Regions from separate parts of the Mus musculus genome. Here region 2 is linked to region 1. The links are chromatin contacts, called in public Hi-C maps. All regions are on one chromosome and are shown on one strand. The core of a region is the stretch at or near the end of the contact, and the rest is flanking DNA. Distances in the headings are between cores, read along the strand shown. Region 1 holds the start of Cyp2c70 (cytochrome P450, family 2, subfamily c, polypeptide 70). Region 2 overlaps Pdlim1 (PDZ and LIM domain 1 (elfin)).

Evidence for each region. Hi-C and Micro-C count contacts between places; a contact is called where the count stands out from the background.
Region 2: a contact with region 1 is called in a Hi-C map of liver, with 4 times the contacts expected there. The contact joins the enhancer-like site here to the promoter of Cyp2c70 in region 1. A contact is called at or near these places in 4 of 39 promoter capture datasets (embryonic stem cells, liver and macrophages), 8 of 484 Hi-C or Micro-C datasets (all in liver), 3 of 115 datasets of contacts at active chromatin or transcription factors (hepatocytes and liver) and 4 of 9 other capture datasets (adipose tissue, embryonic stem cells, liver and 1 more).

The regions. Positions count from the first base shown.
Region 1 is chr19:40,184,894-40,191,898 of GRCm38.p6, forward strand. It overlaps Cyp2c70 (cytochrome P450, family 2, subfamily c, polypeptide 70), which reads right to left and starts at 2,393. Exons shown (of 9, transcript NM_145499.2): 1 at 2,202-2,393. The coding sequence starts at 2,369. It also overlaps the pseudogene Gm5827.
Region 2 is chr19:40,223,425-40,230,524 of GRCm38.p6, forward strand. Pdlim1 (PDZ and LIM domain 1 (elfin)) reads right to left here. Exons shown (of 7, transcript NM_016861.4): 5 at 7,083-7,100. Among named protein-coding and RNA genes, the nearest start is that of Cyp2c70, 40 kb to the left of the region's middle. Within about 2 kb of position 1,942, at least 5 of the 459 cell types and tissues checked have an H3K27ac peak or open chromatin away from gene starts, as enhancers often do. A contact at or near this core is called in hepatocytes and liver, where this site is marked.

The DNA of each region.
Region 1 (7,005 bases), core at 1,143-3,642:
CTACATTTGCAACAGATTTCTCTGCCAGAATACAAGGCATTTCTCTCAGTCACCTCCACTGTACACTAATAATCATCTCCCGCCACCCCTTTTCCACGTCATCCATACACTGATGGATCTGAGTTCTGGCAGTACTGAGGATGAAGCAAGTTGGACATGTCTGCTATCCAGGCTGTACCTTCTACAGAGTTTATATCAGCTGTGTGCACAGAGCGTGGATCTGATGCCAAGCAGCCATCCATTGCTGTTGAAGGCAAGAAGAGTCAACTCCCCTGTGGCAAATCATTGCATGGTAGAGAAATAGAAAATAAGCTCAGAGAGATTTTAAAATTTGCCTCAAGCCATGAGTTAATTCAGAGCTCCCAGCCCAGGAAGAAGGAATTGTGGAGGCAGGGAGTTCCCTGGTGACTGGCTGTCTCAGGGAAAAGATAGATTTCTGGTCATTCCTTCATATTTCAGGGGATGACTGTCATGTGAATGAATGATAGAGAAGTCATTGATTCATTATCCAGAAAATTTGATAAGAACTCTCAGAACTATTGAAACCTTGGTTATGTCCTTGGCTCCAAATCATTTTATCATCTAGAAAAAATGTAGACTTGAGAATACATAAATTAATATATTTTGTAATTGAACACAGTTCTGCATGCACTGCAGTTCATCAGAGAATAACTGATGTACTGAAAGGAACCTGGGACACACTGTGAGCATGGACTCTGCTGCTCCTGACTGTCACAAATCCCATCCTGGATTCTGTGTCTTTCAGTCATACACGCATGCAATCCTGGTGTTTCCTCCACAAGAAGGGAGACAGACAAGAGAATCCCTAGAAGCTCACAGCCAGCTAGCCTGAGATACACAGCAGTAACTGACAAAGGCACTGTCTCAAATAAGGTGACAAGCAGGACAGATACCCAAGGTTGTCCTCTGACTGCCACATGCTAATTGTGGTGCATATGTGCCCACACTCAAACACATGTATCCATACACACATGTATGCATGCACATGTATGTATATTAGACACACACACACACACATAATATCCACTGGAGTTGGGCCTGCCGGTGCCTGAGTAACTAAAACAAGATAAACACTAGCATCTCTGCCTTCAGTTCGTTCCTGTCTCCTTGACCTTAGAGTGTGATTCAATTCCTATTGGATTCTGAGTGTAGACTAGGTAAGCATTCAAGGGTTTATTCTAAGAGGCTAATTTTCCTGCTTGAATATTGAAGCCATCAAGATGGGGTTCTCTTTCAAAACCTCTTTAGTTGCCCTGGAAGCCGCCAACAATGATCTTAAACCACCAGGAACAGGCAAGCTCTGTAGGCAGCTCACTCCATGAAGAAAAATACTCTAAATAAGGGGAGTCCTCTCCTGGGAACCAAAGTGCCACATCCAGAATCCCAAGGTCATCCCCTGAGCAGTTTAACAACTTCCTGGACACAGAATGAAATCAGTTTCCTCAGCACCAAGCGCACATTGTCTCCTACCCTCAAGAACCAGAAACTTCCTCAGCACTGATAAATAAGACCTTGCTGTACAAAAACCTCAAGCCATGCCTCTGTTTTTTCACCTGTAAAAAACTTCAAGACTGCCAATCCAAGAGAATCCCCTGAGTCTCTTTATCTATCTATCTATCGATCGATTGATCGATCTATGAAAGTGGCCGCTGATATTAAAATACCTTTCGTTGCTGTACTGTAAACCTGTATTCCTACACTTCTTTTAAGGCTTCTTTCCTGGCCTCTGGTAACATCTGCATCCAGTACAGGACTACATATTATTACTAAGGATGTATAATTCACTCATTAAAAAGCACTAAAGGGGAGGGAGGCTGTAGAGATGGTTCAGCGCTTAAGAGCACTGACTGTTCTTCCAGAGGTGCTGAGTTCAATTCCCAGCAACCACGTGGTGGCTTACAACCATTTGCAATGGAATATAATGCTCTCTTCTGGTGTGTCTGAAGACAGCTACAGTGTACTCATATACATAAAAATAAATAAATTATTCTCTTTTTTAAAAAAGAAGAAGAAACGAAAGGAAGGAAGGCAGGCAGGAAGGAAGGAAAGAAGGAAGGAAGGAAGGAAGGAAGGAAGGAAGGAAGGAAGGAAGGAAGGAAGGAAGGAAGGAAGGAAGGAAGGAAGGAAGGAAGGAAGGAAGGGTGGAAGGAAGTCACTGAAAGAAAACTAATCACACTTACCATGCCCATAGATTTGCTAATATTTTTAACATCTACTTGCAAAATATTTCCAACAATTGGTAAAGGAGTGGGGCCAGGTGGGAGCTTCCCTCTGCCACGGTGCTGATTCCATAGAAAAAGAAAAAGAAAACAAGAAAGCCAAATCCCCAGAAAGATGAAGAGAGCCATTGACTCACTGGGAACAAATGCACTGGAAAGCTTATGTTCCAAGGGACTATAAATGCAATTTCCGAAAGTACACAGAGTTTGGACTTTGAGTTTGACCTCTTTATCTTTAGTACACTTTGGTCTGTTTAAATAAAACTGCCCGTTTCCTAACGTTACTTTTTTCTATTATTAGCAACTGTAAAAAGGTGTTTGTCGTTACAACATGACTCTCCCTTCTTTAGAGGGCAGTATGGATACCTATTTTTTTCCTTTTATTCTTTCACCTCTCACATGCTACATTCTGACCACAGTCTCCCTTCTTTCCATGCCTCCCAGGCCTCCCCCACAACATCATCTCTCCTCTCTTCCATTTCTCTTCAGCAAAGGGCAGATCTCTCAGGGATCTTAACTAAATATGACATAACAAGATGCAGTAAGACTAGACACAAACCCTCATATAAAGGCTGGATGGGGCAACCCACTAATAGGGAAAGGATCCCAAGAGCAAGCAAAAAAAAAAAAAAAAAAATCCCTGTTCAGTCTCTGTGAGCCCCTATGACTCCTGCTTAGCTGATTCTGTAGGCCATGTTCTCCTGGTGTCCTTGGCCCCTCTTGCTCCCACAATCCTTCCTCCCTGTCTTCTTCAGAGTTTTCCTGAGTTCTGCCTAATGTTTGACTATGAGTTTTTGCATCTGTTCCCATCAGCTGCTGGAGGAAGCCTTTCTGGTAACTAGGCTGTGCACCAATCTATGAGTATAGTAGAATACCATTAGGAATCATTTCATTGACTTTTTTTCTTTTGGGGAGGAGGAGAGCAATTGTGTTTGGTTTTATCCTAAGTCTCTGGGCCATCCAGCTTCCAGTTCCTCACTATTTATACAGTGTCAGACAAGGGTTTCCACTCCTGGTGGGTCTCAAGTTGACCTATCATTAGTTGGCCACCCCCACAAGCTCTGAGATACCATTACCCCAGCAAATCTTGCAGGCAGGACAGGTTTTAGTTCAAAGATTTTGTGGCTGGGTTAGTGTCCCAGTTCCACCACTGGAAGACTCGCCTGGTTTCAGAAGATGGCCAGCTCAGGCTCTGTATTCTCCATTACGAGGAGTCCTCACAAGTGTCACCCTCATAGATTCTAGGACATTTTCACCTACTAGATTTCCTCATCACCACTCAAATGTACCCCAATTTAAGTTGTCTTTTCCCCTACTGTCTCCCTCCATTCTTCCCTCCCCCACCTGATCCCATGGATGGCTATATTTTACAGTAAAGTTAAATACTATCTGTAACTGTCCTGGTAAGAGTGAAGACATTCTAAACAGAGATGCATATGGCCCTCCCTTTGGCCATCAGATTGTTAATGCTATGATCTTATTTTCCTTGTTAGAACTCCAAGTACTATATTGAAAAGATATAGAGTGGACATTGGAATTGTTTTGAGTTTCTCTCCTTTTAATTTGGTGTTGGCTATTGGCTTGCTGTAAATTGCCTTTCTTATTTTGATGTTTTCCCCTTGTATTCCTGATCTCTCCAAGGGAGAAAATATTGTGAATGGGTATTGTATTTTGGCAAAAGATTTTTCAGCATCTAATGATCATGTGTTTTTTTCCTTTTAGTTTGTTTATATGGTAGATTACATTGACAAATTTTCATATGATGAACTCTCTCCACATTTGTGAGAGGAAACCTACTTGATCATGGTGGATGATCTTTTTAAGTGTTCTTGAAATTGGTTTGCACTATTTATTATTCTTCCATCTATATTCATAAGGGAAATTTGTCTGTAATTCTATCTTTAGTAACTCTTTGTGTGGTTTAGGTATCAGAGAGACTATGGCCTCTTAAAATAAATTAGGAAATGTTCCTTCTGTTTCTATTTTGTGGAATAATGTGAGAAGCATTGGCATTAGATCCTCTTATAAGTCTTGAAGTATTCAGTGCAAAACTGTCTGGTCTGGAGCTTCTTTAGTTTGAAAGACTTTTAATGACTGCTTCTATTTCCTTAGAAGTTATATGTCTATATAAATTGTTTATCTGATCTTGATTTAACTTTGGTAAGTAGTATCAACCAAGTAAATTATTCATTTCTTTTAGATTTTCCAATTTTGTGTAATACAGGTTTTTGAAGTGTGACCTACTGATTTTTTGGATTTCCTCAGTGTCTGTTTTTATGCCCCCCTGTTTGTTTCTGTTTTTATTAATTTGGATATGCTCTCTCTGTGTCTTTTTGTTAGTTTAGATAAGGGTTTGTCTATATTGTGGATTTTCTCAAAGAACATACTCTTAGTTTCATTGATCCTCTGTGTTGTCCTCTGTTTTTATTTTATTGCTTTTGGCCATCAGTTTGATTATTTCTTGCCCTCTACTCCTCTTGGGTGTGTTTCCTTCTTTTTGTTTTAGAGCATTTGGGTTTCCTGTTAAGTCAGTAGTATGAGATCTCTCCAATTTCTTTATGGAGAAACTTAGTGCTATGAACTTTCCCCTTAACACTGCTTTCATTGTCTGCCATAAATTTGGGTGTTTTGTGCATTCATTTTCATTGAATTTTAGGAAGTCTTAAGTTTCTTTGTTTCTGCCTTGACCCTGTAATTATTCAGTAGAGAGTTGTTCTGTTTCTAAGTTTGTAGACTATCTGTTGTTTGTGTTCTTGTTGAAATCCAGCTTTAATCAGTGGTGGTCTGATAGGTTCCAGAGGTTATTTCAACTTTCTTATATCTATTGGGACTTGCTTTATGATGTGGCCTGGGTCCATGTCGATGTACATGGGCTGTGCTGAGGACATTGTTGATGTCCTTGGCCTGTGCAGCTGCTGAGTGTTGTGATGGTGTCTGGCCCATTCAGCAGAAGAATCCAGATTGATATCCGTTGTCTCTTAATGCCACAGAAGACCATGCTGAGGTCAGTGCCACATGCTGACACCAGGAACCATGTGGATGCCTGTGCTCCATGATGTTACCAGGAACATAGAAGGTTTCTGTGACATTTCCTACTCCCATCAACAGCTCCCAAAAAGTAACAGCCTAGATAGAAAGTTACTAAAGAGAACTCTTTGAAATTGTAATAAAGTGTAGCTCTCCAGAACCAATGACTTCTGGCAAGGGTGCAGATGGAGAAGGACTCTGGTTTCTTTAATGGGGAGGCCACCAAGAGGTTGACCATGCTCCAGTGAGTATATGGGCAACACAAATTGTACCTAATTTTTTTTCTTATGATTATTTTTAGTTGTAAGGGGTGGGGGTGTCCCAAGGGTACAGGGGCAGACCTGGGAAGACTGGAAAGTGGGGTTGCTCAGGGTTCACGACATGAAATTCCTAGATAGTCAATAAAAATATTATAATAAAAAGCACAATCGAGCGGATCACATGGTCGAGGAGCCCTCCTGGTCAGCTGCCATGCCCGCTGCCGAGCCCTGCCACAGGAGACCGCTGCGCCGCAGGAGCCACCCGCACCTGGTGCTCAGAACGCAGGAGGTGTGATTGCCTATATCAGTTCCTCTAGCTCTGCCTCCAGCCCTGCCTCTTGTCACAGTGAGGGTTCTGAGAATAGTTTCCAGTCCTCGTCCTCATCTGTTCCATCTTCTCCAAATAGCTCTAACTGTGATGCCAATGGCAATTCCAAGAACACTGATATCTGTAGCATCGATGGTGTTCTGAAGAGTGACTGCACAGATTGTCCTGTGAAAACAGGCAAACCCAGTGCCCCTGGCATGACTAAGAGTCACAGTGGAATGACAAATTTTAGTGGCATGGTTCTACTGTGTAAAGTCTGTGGGGATGTGGCATCAGGATTCCACTATGGAAGTTCGTGCTTGTGAAGGCTGTAAGGGTTTCTTTCGGAGGAGCATTCAGCAAAACACCCAGTATAAGAAGTGCCTGAAGAATGAGAACTGTTCCATCATGAGGGTGAACAGGAACCGGTGCCAGCAGTGTCGCTTTAGGAAGTGTCTGTCTGTGGGAATGTCACGAGATGTTGTTCGATTTGGCCGGATTCCTAAGCGTGAAAAACAGAGAATGCAAATTGAAATGCAAAGTGCAATGAAGACCATGATGAACACCCAGTTCAGTGGCCACCTGCAGAATGACACCTTAGCAGAACAGTCAGCACTACCAGCTCAGGAACAGCTGCGGCCCAAGTCCCAGCTGGAGCAAGAAAACATCAAAAACACTCCTTCTGATTTTGCAAAGGAAGAAGTGATTGGCATGGTGACCAGAGCCCACAAGGATACCTTTCTGTATCATCAGGAACATCGAGAAAACTCATCTGAGAGCATGCCACCTCAGAGAGGAGAACGGATTCCCAAGAACATGGAGCAATATAATTTAAATCAAGACCATCGTGGCAGTGGGCTTCACAACCACTTCCCCTGTAGTGAGAGGCTGCCACATCTCAATGGACAGTACAAAGGGAGGAACATAATGCATTACCCAAACGGCCATGCTGTTTGTATTGCAAATGGACACTGTATGAACTTCTCCAGTGCTTATACTCAAAGAGTCTGTGATAGAATTCCAGTAGGTGGATGTTCTCAGACTGAGAACAGGAGTAGTTACCTGTGCAACACTGGAGGGAGGGTGCATCTGGTACAATGAAATCGATTCTTGGCTCCTTGTCTCAAGGAAAGCTTGGAAGGTTTTCTTTTGGGGGTCATGTTGAGTTGGG
Region 2 (7,100 bases), core at 692-3,191, 38 kb after region 1:
AGAAACCCTCCTGCCTCTGCCTCCCAAGTGCTGGGATTAAAGGCATGTGCCACCACCGCCCAGCTTTGCAGTCTTCCAGTTTCCATTTTTTTAAAATTAGGAAATCTTTTTCCTCTTCATTGTTACAAAGAAAATTAAAAACAAAACAAAAATAAAAAAAAACAAAGTGTCTACAGAATCTAGCTTTGTGATTAGCGCTCATAACATTAAGCTCACATGTTTGCAAACACTAACATGGGCCCAGAACATCACCAGTTCTAAGGTTGGAAAATCCTGACCTTGGCCAATGGACATGAACAAACATGAGTTCTAAATATACATGCCCTAAATTACTGGGGGGGGGGGTTGTTGGTCGCATCTTCACAGAGCTTCTGTCCCATTGCCATGAGTAGCCCCTCTATAGCATGAGTCACCAGATGCTAACGCTATGTGGGAGCAAGATTGAGGTGCTGTGCTGGCTGGTAAAGAACAACCAGAGTGATCTCTCTTTGTTATCCTGACTTTCCTCAGTCCCTCCTGGCTATGTGTGATAGAGTCTCTTAGATTTCTCCCATTAATGCTTGATTCACTTTTAGTAGGACCAGATATCCATCTGACAACCCATGAGATGGGACAAGATTCAGAGACCACCTATAAATGGACTTGGGGAAGGCTCAGCTAAGCCCTTACCTTGATGGGTCCATACCCCAAAGCCCAGGAGACCTTCTTTTTGGGTTGGTTTTGAGACAGGGTTTCTCTGTGTAGCCCTGGCTGTCCTGGAACTCACTCTGTAGACCAGGCTGGCCTCGAACTCAGAAATCCTCCTGCCTCTGCCTCCCGAGTGGTGGGATTAAAGGTGTGCGCCACCACGCCCAGCCCAGGAGACCTTCTTGCTTTCTATTGGAAGAAGTCAACTTTCCCAGTTTCTGCAATTGCAGCTTTTTTTTTATATTAAGTTGACTATTTATTAAAATGTTATATCAAAATGTGTTATGCTTAAATTTTTTGTTTTTGATGGTTCAGTGTTCAAAAGCACTGGTTGCTCTTCCGGACAATCCAGATTCAAATCCTAGCGTCCTCTCAGTGACTCACAGCTCTCTGTGGCTCCAGTTCTGGGGGGTCTGATACCGTCTTCTAGAATCCTCGGGTACCATGCACACACCAAAGCATAGAAATAAATGCAGGCAAAACACCCATGCACATAAGGTTTTTAATTACAAAAAAATTACATTCACTTAGTGTGTGTGTGTGTGTGTGTGTGTGTGTGTGTGTGTGTGTTTGTGTGTGTGTGAATGCTCACGCACACAGGTAGGTATGTGCATGCCATACTGTACTGAGGGAAGAAGAGTCAAAGGACAACTTGCAGAAGTTGGTTTTCTTCTACTGCTGTGTGGGTTCTGGGGTTCAAACTCAGGTTTGGCAGCAAGCCTCTTTGCCCAATGAGCCATCTCACCATTACTGAAATGTTTGGAATTGAGCAGAAGGCCTCACACATGCTAGGAAAGTACCCTACCGAGCTGAATTAAACTCCCAGCCAATTATTGAGGTTTTTATTAATGATCCCTGTGGTGTTTGGTTGGTTGGTTGGTTGGTTGGTTGGTTGGTTGGTTGGTTGGTTGAATGACTGATTTATTTATTTATTTATTTATTTATTTATTTATTTAACGGTCTCTACTTGTCACTATGGAACTCACTATGTAGAACTCACAGAGATCTGAATGCCTCTGGCTCCCACATGCTGGGATTGAAACTAAGTGCCACCACACAATCCCCTTTAGCTTTTTATCAAAGGCAAATACTACACCTCACCCAACCTCAGCCCTACGTGAAGGCATCTCAGAAGGGGTAGAGCAAGCAGCTGCTCCAGGCGTTCTGTCTCAAGCATAGCAAACAGGCTCCCTCAGTTTATGGCTGAAGGTGCTTGGCTGCCTGTCCTGCACACGTGGACAGTGTGGGCAGGCAAACCGACTACTGGGAGAACCAACTCAGCAAAGGGTGGGCTCTCAAATATGAGCTATCCTCTTCTCATAGATCTATCAGTCAACTGGAAAACCACCAGGAAATAAGAGAAAGTGCAGAATGGTAGAAGGAGAGAAGGCAGGGAGAGATGAAATTCCTCCTTGTTAGAAGCCACATCCTTTTCTGGAACTAAAAGGCTGAAACTGGGAGCACTAGAGCTGTGCTGAGGCAGCCCTCACTCTCAAGCCTACACTGCCACCTGCTGGCTGTGGGTTGTTTTCTCTCACTTGGAAAGCCAACCCTGGAAATTGCAATTCTCTTTCTTTATTACTGGTCTCCAAACACCTAGAAATAGCCCCCAAATATCTCCTCTTCCAGGAAACCCTTCGTCCCAAGTTTCCTTTGTCTGTTTCTGAAGAGGAATGAAAATCGGCTAATTAACATGCCGCTATTTTTCTATGCATTTCATTGACCAATAGTCTTCCGTGGCTCCACCATGCCCACAGAATCAAGGTCAAGGTCCTAACAACGACAGTTCTCTAGAACCTGACTCCAGGTCATCTGAGGATCCTGGAACCCTGACAGCAGCTGGCATGGACCTAGGGATTTGCTCACTATATCCCCAGGTTCTTCATCTGAGGACACCTCCAGCCAGCACTGTTTCCTCCATGTACGATGGTTCCACACATACCTCCACTCTTTCTAGCTATCCTTCTACTGACAGATGAATGGACAAACTTAAGGTGATATAGAGAGACAATGGGATATGATTATAGCTTTAAAGGGACAGGAAGGGGAACAATGTGGTGGTTCAGAGGGTAAGCCTGAGAATAATCCCCAGGCCCCCACATGGTGGAGAACCAAATTCCAGAAATTGTCCTCTGACTTCCATATGCCCACTGTGCACATGGGCACCCCAGAAACACATACACACACACATACACACACGTGTACACACACACACACACACACACGTACACACATACACACACACACATTCAATATATAAATAAACAAATGTGATTTAAAATTTTAAGGAAAGGAGGTCTGAGGTGTGCTACAACATACATAGAGTACTGAGTTTATAAGCCCATCAAAAAAAAGGGAAATTTTTCTTTCTTTGCTCTGTATGTTTAGTATTTTGATTAGTATGTGGTAGGGGAGGGGACTTTTTTCTTTTATGTGTATTTGGCAGTTAAAACAAGATGAAGGCTTCCTTTGCCTACAAATGTTACAATGGGTCCAGAGCAAGACAACACGAGAGAAAAGCAGAGGATGACCTGAATTCATAAGGACAACCTGCTCTGATGAAATTTTCTGGGGTTTATCCCCAACACTGTTCAACCAAGCCTTGTACGTGCACCTGGCTGCACTGAGCACTACACTACGCAGACAAACTTTTCCCATAATCCCTCCAACGGCCGTGTCACAGTGTGGTTCCCCCGTGGGTTGCATATAGAGATCATAGAGACTAGCAACCTGCCCAAGGACTCATGGCTCAAGGTGGACGCTGGATGCCAGTGTTCCCACCCACAGACTTTTCTTAGAACGACGGGCATCTGCCAATCACATTGGCCCTTTCTTAACCCTGGCTAGTGACCCGGGCATTGACCTATCATTGACCTCAGGGAAAACAGGCTTCTGGACTCTCTCAAAGGGAATGTTTTTAGTCAAATAATAAACCCAGGTTACACAAGAAGGTACAGCCGGGTAACCAGGTAAATCACGGTCAATCAAACATAAGTATAGTATGATACTATATACTATATACTATATACTATATACTATATACTATATACTATATACTATATACTATATACTATATACTACATACTACATACTACATACTACATACTACATACTACATACTATATACTATATACTATATATAGGTATGTAGGTATATAGGTGTGTAGGTATATAATATAAATACTATAGTAGCGGTGAGCTCCCAGGAAGAAGGGAAATGGCTCACCTAACAGGGGAACTCTGCATTTAGACTTGACCCCTTCCTTCCTCTCTGCTTCCTGGAAGTATGCATGATGACCAGGGCTCCAGCTAACAGGAGAACCGTGACCATGGAAGCTATGGGTTTGGGTTACTGGGGTAGAAGATAAAAGGAGGTCTTGATACTGTATGGGTTCACAGCCCCATGATCATGTCCTTATCTGTGAGTTCTAATGGGTTTTCTGGCACAGTCTGTGTCGGACTTTGGGCTTAGACAGGCTGACATTGTCCACCTTAACTGAAGTTTCCCATCCTTGCATAAGGTAAAGTCACCTACACCTTGTCATGTGTTCTGACAGAGCTAACATACCTACAGGTTAGATCTCAAGTTGCATGTGAGTCAGGACTAATAGTGGAGTTTAAGCAAAGTCTAGCTAGCTCTAGCTCATTTTCTACTAGAGCAACACTGTTCAGCATAAAAGCAGCACATGGTTTATACTGTCTTGTGGGTGTGAACTGCCGCTCTCTACGGAATCCATACCACAGAGGAGACTCAGAGTGTATCCAGATAAGCTCACTCCCTAGGTCTCTCTCACTGGAGCACCCATAGGTATGCACTGTGGGGAAAGAAAGAATACACAGCAGAAGGTCAGCTAGGTCCCTGAGTCCTAGGGAAGGGGACAGAGCATTGAGGAGTAGTCATCATAGAGACCAGATAAGTATACAAAATCAGCTCTCCAAACAGAAACAGGGGCTGCTGACGGAAGGTTCCTGGGATCTGACAAATTTGAAGGCTTGCTAGACAAAGCAATTATGAGAGGAGAAACCTTTCTGCCTGTTACCAATCTCAGAACGTTCCTCAGTGACTGAATAAAGCCCTAGGTAGTAATGTCTCCAAGGAGAGCTGTCTTCTGAGACCAGCAGATGCACTGGAATTCATGAGTGGGCAAGCAAAGCTCACCTGGAGCCTTCTGGTGAAGTGCCAGCATCACGGCAACTGGGGAGTGCTTACTGTGGTCATAGCAACGGTTGTGTTGCACACTTTGTGATGTCTGAGCCTAGAGCACAGGTCAGAAACTAGCCTAGGGTTGAGGTGGCTACCCTGGAGCCTCTCTTGAGGTCACTAGCCAGGGTTAAGAAAGAGCTGTTGTGCCGGGCAGTGGTGGCGCATGCCTTTAATCCCAGCACTTGGGAGGCAGAGGCAGGTGGATTTCTGAGTTCAAGGCCAGCCTGGTCTACCGAATAAGTTCCGGGACAGCCAGGGCTATACAGAGAAGCCTGTCTCAAAAACAAAAAACAAAAAACAAAACAAACAAACAAACAAACAAACAAACAAAAAACTTGATTGTTGAAAGGCCATCTGCCCTAAGGCAAGAACAAACTCAGGTGACCCACTGGGAAGGAAGGTCCCCATCTTCGGTGGCTTACAGATCCATTTTCCTTCTGTGGCCTCCAGAAATTCTTCCTCACCTGCCACCTTGGGAACAAGGTGTGTGAATGAGAAGAGCTCTCACAAGGTCACACTGACTGCACCCTCAACTCCCTAATACATGCATGGCTGGAAACAGCTGGCCAGATGCAAAGCTCTTAAAACAACTCCCACATGCCACAAGGGATTGATATCTAGGATAGCCAATAAACTCAAAATATCAGACACCGAGAACAAAACCCCCACCATCGAATGAATGAATACATGAGCCACAGAACAGACTGCCTGTAACACAGGAAAATGGTGCTGAGCATCCGTGGTCATCAGGGAAATGAAAATTAAAACCACAATGAGGTTGCATCCCATCTCTCTCAGAATGGTTGTATAAAAACAAACAGCAACAGATGCTGACAAGAATGTACAAAAGCACCCTTGCACACACAGCTGGCGGAAATGAAAATGGAGGCAGCCGCTATTGAAATCCGTAATCAGTATGAAGGTTCCACAAAAAAATAAAATAAAATAGAACACATGAAAGGAAGGTCAACATAGCAGATACTTGGTCATCTATGTATATTGTGACACTGCACGATCAATAGCCAACTTATAGAGTCAACCAGATGTCCATTAATAGATGGATGGGTAAAGAAAGCATGGTACATGTGAATGACTGAATGACTGGAGGGTGTGAGGGCAGGAGAGAAAATAAGGTCCAAGTAAAAGATATATTTGAATGAAAAATGTCATTATAAAACCTATCACTCACTGGGCAGTGATTAACGGGTCACACCTTCAAACCCAGCACTTGGGAGGCAGAGGTAGGTAGATCTCTGTAGGTTTGAGGTCAGCTTGATCTACACAGTGAGTTCCAGGACAGCCAGGGCTACACAAAAAGACACTCTGTCTCAAAAAAACATCACTTTTTATAATGAATCGACAGCAATAGAAAATTGGGGCTGGAGAGATAGCTCAGTGCTACGCTTGCAGAGGACTGAGTTGAGTCCCCAGCACCAATATGATGACCCACAACTGCCTGTGACTCCAGCTCCAGGGGATCTGACACCCCTCCTTGCCTCCCCAGTCACCCACATACACATATATAAATAAAGATAAGACAAAGCCCTTTTTAAAAATTCAAACCTGTGAAGAAGACTGAGCAACTAGGACTGGCCAGATGGTCCCGTGGTTAAAAGTAGTTGCTGCTCTTGCAGAGGACTTGGGTTCAGTTCCCAGCACCCACACAATGACTAGTAATCACTCATAACTACAGCTCTCTTCTGGTCTTTGCAGATACGGTGTACATACAGTAAACAGATATACACACAGGTAAAGCAACCATATGTGTAAAATAAAAGTAAATATTTTTAAGACTGAGCCAGAAAATATAATCCAGAGGGGCGCTCTTGTCCCTTCCCCTACTACCAACACTCCCACCCACCTGCAGCCCAGTTAGCCCTCACCCCAAGCATTGGAAGTGGAACCCAGGGCTTTATGCATATTACATAGTTCTACTCTAAGCGTTCTACAAGCGATCTGTACCTGAGCCCTCTTTCTCCCTCCTCTCCTCTTTTCAATAAATGATTCACATTTTTAAAAAGTCAATGCCAAGCCAGAAGTGGTAGTGTGTGCTCATGTAACCTCAGGCTCTGGGGAAGATGGCAAGCTCTAGGCTGCACAGGAAGACCCAGCCTTTCACAGCAAGCCTTTCTCTAGTGTGGTGCTCATCCGTGCTCCAGCAGAGACAGACTCTCTCCACAGGGCCCCTTACCTTTCCCATCTGACTCCA